Linked DNA regions of Zea mays: region 1 is linked to region 2. The links are chromatin contacts, called in public Hi-C maps. All regions are on one chromosome and are shown on one strand. The core of a region is the stretch at or near the end of the contact, and the rest is flanking DNA. Distances in the headings are between cores, read along the strand shown.

What was found. Hi-C and Micro-C count contacts between places; a contact is called where the count stands out from the background.
Region 1: a contact with region 2 is called in a Hi-C map of bundle sheath, with 4 times the contacts expected there. The contact joins the promoter of LOC100285177 here to the promoter of LOC100274095 in region 2. A contact is called at or near these places in 6 of 25 Hi-C or Micro-C datasets (bundle sheath, ear, leaf and 2 more).

The regions. Positions count from the first base shown.
Region 1 is chr8:24,973,525-24,977,343 of Zm-B73-REFERENCE-NAM-5.0, reverse strand. It overlaps LOC100285177, which reads right to left and starts at 2,210. Exons shown (of 7, transcript NM_001158071.2): 1 at 1,616-2,210; 2 at 947-1,135; 3 at 594-775; 4 at 336-481; 5 at 1-251. The coding sequence starts at 1,985.
Region 2 is chr8:24,598,200-24,601,786 of Zm-B73-REFERENCE-NAM-5.0, reverse strand. LOC100274095 (CID11) reads left to right here and starts at 1,801. Exons shown (of 10, transcript NM_001148474.1): 1 at 1,801-2,310; 2 at 3,340-3,453; 3 at 3,545-3,587. The coding sequence starts at 2,044.

The DNA of each region.
Region 1 (3,819 bases), core at 961-3,460, 380 kb before region 2:
TGAACTTGCTGGAGAAGGCGCCGCCCACGGGCACGCTGCGCCTGGCCTCGTCCAGCCACTTCCTCATCCCCTGCACGAACTCCTCCTCCTCGACGACGTCGTTGCGGGACGTGTCGAAGTCGTCCATGACCTTGTCCACCGCGTCCGTCCTGTCGAAGTCGACCTCCTCGAAGTTGATGCCGACGATGAGGGCGTGGAGCTCGGCGCGGGACAGGGACCGGCTCTCGTCCATGTCGATCTTGCGGAACAGCCTGCACGATCGAAAACAGTGTGCTAAGCTCCTAACTACGGGCCACACAACAGACAGCAGTTGAGAGAGAGGGAAGGAATCACACTTTCTGATGACTTGTTCATTGGGCGTGCCGTCGTCGTTCAGCAGGCGGCCGAGCGACTGCATCTGGGCGTGCCTCAGTATCCCGGAGATCACGTGCTTGTGCTTCGCGTACGCGAGCTTCCTCCTCTGAATCCAGGGCTGGAAAACCTGGTGCAGGGATTTCAGAGGATCCAGTTTCACCGTCTCAAAGTTTTTTTTTTACCCTTAACAATCTAGTAGAGCCGTCGCTCCCTGTCAGAAACGTATCTATCTCGTTTACCTGGTACAGGCAGTAGGCAAGCACGAGCGCGAACGACACGACAAGGGCCAGCAGCATAGCGAGGCGCTGCCCGTGGTGCGTCTTCAACATCTTGGGGAACTGAGCGATGATGAAGGGGATGACAGATAGCCCCATGATCCGTGCCGCGTAGCTGGTCTGCACGTCGGTCGTAACACCAGTGCCTGCCACCGAATCTTGGCAGTCAGTAAAAAAGAACGCAATTGTTCATAATTGCCAGCTTTAGCATCCTCTCTTTGGAAATGGAGAGCTGAAACCTTTGTTGTCAGCATCCTACTTCGAAATCACATGATAAACAACCAACAGATATAGAGAGGACAGAGGAAGCAATGTACCAGTCAAGCTGAAGCCCTTGGTGTCTGTCACATCTACTGCCTCACGGCCTGGCCCGAGGTCACACTTGCCAACGACCACACAGGTTCCCCAGAGCAGGGTGAGGAGGAAGACGGTGGAACCGGCGAGCAGCCCCATCCCGATCAGCACCTGGCTCTGCGCCTCCTCTTTGCTCCCGGAGAGGCCGGACACTGCAACACGTGATCAACAGACAGATGAGGACAAACCATGATAATGATCTGATCAGGGATCCGGTCGTTGTTGAACAAGGCAACAAGGTGCTATGTCATATCTGTAATTTAAGTCCATTGGTACACCGGCTGCGATACTTGGATCGCAGATCTGATCTGCTGTGCTTAGTTCTGATCCTCTGTGTTAGTACTGTGACAACGTCAGAATCTGCACATAGCCACATACACATAACCTTCCCCAGATACTACTGTTTCGCAGCACAGGAAGCTTTATGGTTTGGTAAATAAACGTGTACTGCTTGCTGTAGTAAAAATTTTATTTAAAGAAAAGGACAATTATGCAAAGGCACGTAGAAAGTGAAAGGGAGAAAGTCAAAAGGCTTTGATGGATCGGATCTTGCTTCCAGCCTTTCAGAAAGCTAAAAACTAACCAACTGACGAATTTCAGTAGCAAAGCGCGGAGGGAAGAGGATTGCGAACCTAGGACGAGGAGCGCGTCGGGGAGGGCGCCGAGGATGGGGAGGAGGAGGCCGCCGACGAGGCCGGGCCCCATGATCTCTAGCAGCAGCTCGCTGCCCGCCGACAGGAACGTGGCCGCCTTGAACATGAGGAAGCCGTAGGCCAGCACCAGGAAGAGGTTGCCGAGCACGGTGGTGGTGCAGGGGAGGAAGCCGTAGGTCTGCTCGCACTCGGCCTCGGCCGGCGGCGCCGCGAGGCGGATGACCGGGAGGAGCGGCGCGGGCGGGCCGCCGTCGGAGATGAGGCGGCCGTACGCGGCGGCCGCCAGGAGCGACAGCAGCAGCGGGACCAGCGGGAAGCCGCGGCGGTGCTGCCGGCGACTCGCCGCCATTGCTGCCGCAGCGGTGGTCAACTGAAGGGTGAGCGTGAGCTACAATTACAACCAGGCGCAGGCGCGGGCAGGCTCCTCCTTCACTCGCTGCTGGTGCGGACGATAGATTTAGTATTATATTATCGTGGCGGTGTTGGGATCAAGAAGCGGAGCCGACGCGTACAACTCGTTTTTTCCGCGGCCCTTTTCGCTGCGTAGATCTTTTTTTAGGTATCGTGGCGATGGACATGGGGAGGCGAGAGCGTGAAAGAGATGGGTTTTTTTTGAACTCTGAAAGAGATGGGTTGGTAAGCCAAATGGACCAATCAGCAAAACCGAGCCGCGACAGCAACACCGGCCCGGCCGGCCGCTTGAGCCCGCCCGGTCGTCGCCGACATGGTGGCAGATGGCCAACGCTGCGCGGACGCGTCGGCCCCAGGACACGTCAGATCAGGTCGCGGTCTGTGCTGCGTGTGATCCGGATAAGCGACCACGAGGCCGTCCCCAACGGTTCAACCGTACCGAGTGGTACTCGGTACTCCCACTAGTACCACTTGCATGGCGACTGACCGGTCATCGGGAACAAAGAGAGGGGGCCCCACGCCCACTCCATGGCGTGCATTATCACATCTGAGATCTTATCTTGTGCCACGAATTAACGGGTGTTTGGTTTCTAGGGACTAATTTTTAGTCCCTACATTTTATTCCACTTTAGTTACAAAATTATCAAATATAGAAACTATAACCTTTATTTTAGTTTCTATATTTGTCAATTTATATACTAAAATGGAACAAAATGAAGGGACTAAACATTAGTCCCTAGAAACCAAACACCCCTTAAGGGCGCGTGATCAAGCTATAGCAGCACGGGCGCATGGCCACGTGTATGGCGTCACACTCACACCTATGGAGCCGGGCAGGTACGTGCGTGCATGACCGCGTTTCGTTTCTTCCTGTGGCCGGTCAGTAGACATGCCGCGGGAAGACTCGCCGTGTTTTGCTGCTCTTGAGCGAGCTGTTAGACTAAAGGGTTGTTCGTAATAGTACAATTTGACTCTATATAAGCAGTAGGCTTTTTACATCACAGGCGGTTCGGTTAGAAAACCACCTGTGATGTCTCAGGCGGTTCGGTACGTCTGTGATGTAATAGTATCACAAGCGGTTTTTGTTTATAACCGTCTGTGGTGCTCTATCCTTTTCACAAACGGACCCTAAGGAAAAACCGTCTGTGATTGTGAAAATATGAAAAATACAATTTAAATATGAAAATATTTTAAATTTTAACAGAAATATGCAAATACAATTTAAATGAATTAATATTTAATTTTTAACAAAAATATGCAAATACAATTTAAATGAATTATAATAGCACACAGAGATAACTAGAGAGATTTTAAATTAATTGGCAACCACAATTCATAGTCGATCATATATGATAACAAATACAATTTGATTCATACAATTTTTCATGAACTACCATTTTTCCGCATGTATGGTGTTGGGGACCTTCGGCGTCCGAAGGTCCTCAAAAACAGGATTTAACAGTATTTGTGTAGTACAATGTGTGAACAGGTACCCTCAGACTAAAGTCGGCATTGCAGCATACCGGAATAATACGAAGCTTGATACAGAGCCGAAGGTGTTGAGCAGGAAAGCTTCGGCGTAACGGCAAAGAGTGGAACCGACTTAAAGATGAAAAGGCTATTCAGACCTCGATAGACTGCTATAGAGTTATTATCAAATGTAAGGGGCATGAATGTAATTTTGTAAGGGCTGTGTCCCGTGTCTATAAATAGGTGAACAGTATCCCCGTACTGTTCACGCTGACTTGGCATTCACTTTTTGCGTCACGTTT
Region 2 (3,587 bases), core at 552-3,051:
GGCGTGCCGGGCTAGTTGGGTCATCGGGCCACCAGCCGGAGCACGGCCCAGCCCGTCTAACGTGCCGTGCTGGCCCGGTTTTTTCTATTTTGTGCTGGGCCAGGCTGCGTGCCATATATTTCGTGCCGGGCTCGTGGTGGCCCAGCAAGCACGGCCCAAACTTATTGGACTACTTTCTATTAACTATCCTCCAGTAGAGTTATTATCTCATCTTGTATCGTATCCTATATTTCAAACTATATTCTGAAAACAGTGTCAAACAATATCATCTATAGTTCAGTGTCCTCTATTTTACAGTGTCTGTTATAGACAATCTTATGATCTAGAGACTTCATTGCCTTATCAGTTAAGTGCACTTTTTGTTACTCTGTTTTATTAGTTGGCTTTGTATAGCAATTTTTAAGCTATTTTCGTATCAAGCGTTGGAGGATAGGCAATAAAATAAGGCTAAGTAAAATATAGGGACCAAAAAAAGAAAGAAGAAGACGACCACTACGACATGCTGGAGTGTTTGCAGAATATTGTAGATAATATAATAGTGAACTAAGTTCGTGCGTCACAATCATAATGATCAATTTTAATCATTTTTTCAAAAAGTGTTATGCTGAATTTATGTCTGAAAAGGTATTGAATTTATACTAAACTTTGACGCAAATACTAGAATGCGGCGAGGATACTCACAACTTTGTGAAAAAGCTATATATGAATGGCCGAATGGGGGTTATGTGAGCTGAATATATCAGAGGTTATATAAGCTGATTGCATGAGGAGGACGTGAGTTGAATTTTGTTCTTGCCACATCAAAAATGACGTGACAAGAAAAACCACACCACATCGTCAAGCCGGTTCAGATTTTTGTTACAACATGAAAAGTGATATGGTTTTGCAAATTGTGGAGGTTAAGTAGACTAATTAATAGATTATGGGTAACATGAACTTGGGGCACAGTGGCAATTTGAACTTTTCCTTACATTTATTAGTTAGATAGTAGTAACAAAATATTATTTGACATATTGTATTAAGATTTAAATAGAGTGTAAGTTAATTTTTAACGACTAACTGTTAGCTATCATTTAATAAATTCTAACTTCGAGAGCAAATAAATCGCCAAACGTTGTACCCCATAGTTTAAAACACCGCTCAAAACTATAAATTTAGGACTTATTTAGGTTTAATGTATTTTTACAGTTTCTAGAAATATCATGGTTTTTAGTAATAACATAGTAGTTAAGTCATATGTTTATAAAACCATGATATTCTAGATAATATGGTATTTTCGAAATACTGAAAACTCCACTCAAATCTAAAGTTTTAATGCAATGTCTATCTTTTTCTTAATACCATAATTTACAATATTATATCCAAATATTGTTTTTCAAGACCGTGATTTATTTGGAGTTAGCCAAAACGACTGTGTTGTCATAATAATGACAAAAATATAGTACTGTAAAATCATGCCTTAAAATATATGGAGACGCAACGCAAGAATATGTAGATGGAGACGCAAGGCGAGTTTAATAAATCCGTCGATAAGCTGCTTCACGCCTCCCCGTGCTGCTACGCACGTGCTTCACGCCTCCCCGTGCAGTGTAGAGACCATGCCCACGCGGAACCCGAGCGGCCGAGAGCCCAACAACCCGCCGGCCCTTCTCCTCCTCTCCGGTTTCCGTTTTGATTCCTCCCGATTCTCTCTCGCGTAGTCGCGTAAATTTCCCAGCCCGAAAATGGCCATAGCCTTGAGGCACTAGTAGGCACAGTAGCACCCAACCGCGGCCCGCTCCAGCAGCCCCACCCCATCGACGCCGTCGGCGAGGGCACCCAGGTCCGCGTCGCACCACGTCAGCCACACACCCACCAGGCCACCACCGCCCTCAGCTCCGGTGTGCAGAGACGCTGGATGGCCTCGCACCAGTAGAATCCGTCCGGCACTTTCTGCCCTACCCCACCCCAATCCACCCATCCGGCCGCGGGTGGATTTGACCGATATCGGCAGGCGGCCGCCGGCGTCTGCCTCGATTGATCCGCCTCGTCTCAGTCCTAGGTATGGCGGCGGTGGCGGAGGGATCGGCGTCTGCTGCGGCGAAGGAGGTGGAGTACCAGGCGGGCGTGCAGAAGCTTGTGGACCTGCTCTCCAATCTTAACCCGGCCGCCAAGGAGTTCGTTCCTTCCTCGGCTCCGGCCGCGGCTGCGTCGCCGCCCAAGAAAGCGTTGTCGGCGGATGCGCCGGTCTTCGATTACCGCTCCACCGCAGGCGGCAACGGGGCCACCGACGATCCCTTTTACGTTGGGTTTGGGAACCAGCAGCGCAAGGTATGATCCGTGACGCTCCTTTTCTTCTTCTTGACTTGATTCTTCATCGGAGAACGAGGCGCTTGGATCGGTGCTGTGGCTGGGTTCGTGTGTAGGATTAGATTGCTTTTCTCATTGGCTGTTTGGTAAAAGGTTGATTTTTTTTTCTTCCTTATCTTTGTTGATTTGCGTTACCGGTTGGTCGTTCCCGTAGTGTGGTGGTTAGCGTCTCTCTTTGAGGGAAAGGTTTGCCTTCTTTCTTTTGATGTACTAGGTTTGATCTTGACGAGGTGCCACTCCGTTAGTGGGACTGATGATACACTCTGAGCAATTCAGTTGTTTTAAGTTGATCTGTTTCTATGTGTGCTTGATTGGACGGTGATTGTATTTATTTTTTATGTGGTGTCGATTCGTTTGATTTGATTAATATTGGAAGCGGTGGTGTCAAATCTTTCTGATTCAGTTTTTAGTGGAAATCACGTGTTTTGGGGAATGTTTTCTCTATTTCCGCGGATGTTTGCTTTAGCAGAATTTTATCCTACAACTCTACAAGGTTCGTTTGGACTCAATAGTAGCAATCTGTAGACAGTTGTGGGCATTTCGAAGGAACCAATATATACTATAGAACCATAACATTTTCCCATAATATATTTGTCATGGGAGTACCTCATTGACCCGTTCACTGTCCTGCAATTATGTCATTCAATACCCCCATTTAAGACAAAATGATATGTTACTAAAACTTCAAGTCTTTGGTCAATGTGGTATTTAGAAGATGTTTGGTTATTAGGGACTAATTTTTAGTCACTCCATTTTAGTCTCTAAATTGTCAAATACGGGAACTAAAATAGAGTTTAAAATGGAGGGACTAAAAATTAGTCCATAGAAACTAAACACCCCCTTAATTTTTCAACCATGTGATACTTCCCCAATATTGCTTCTTTGTTTGGTTTGTCTTGGACTTGCTAGATGATCAGATGTTTGCAAGTGCTAATATTGGACGTGGTGATGCCGTTGAGAATTATGATGCAAGTTTTTTTCCATCTTCAGAGAGGGAATGGATACATCAACCAAGGAAGGAGGAGGACAAATGATAGGTTGAGGCGTGCAGACAGAGAGGACAGCGTTAGGCGAACTGTTTATGTCTCTGAACTTGATCATACTGTGAGTAGTTGATGGTTGCTTCAGCACTCATTGCTATATATTAAAGATTCTTGGGTTGTTATAAGATCTAATGATGTTGACCATCTGTTAGGTGACAGAGGAGAGACTTGCTGATATCTTTGCTACCTGTGGGC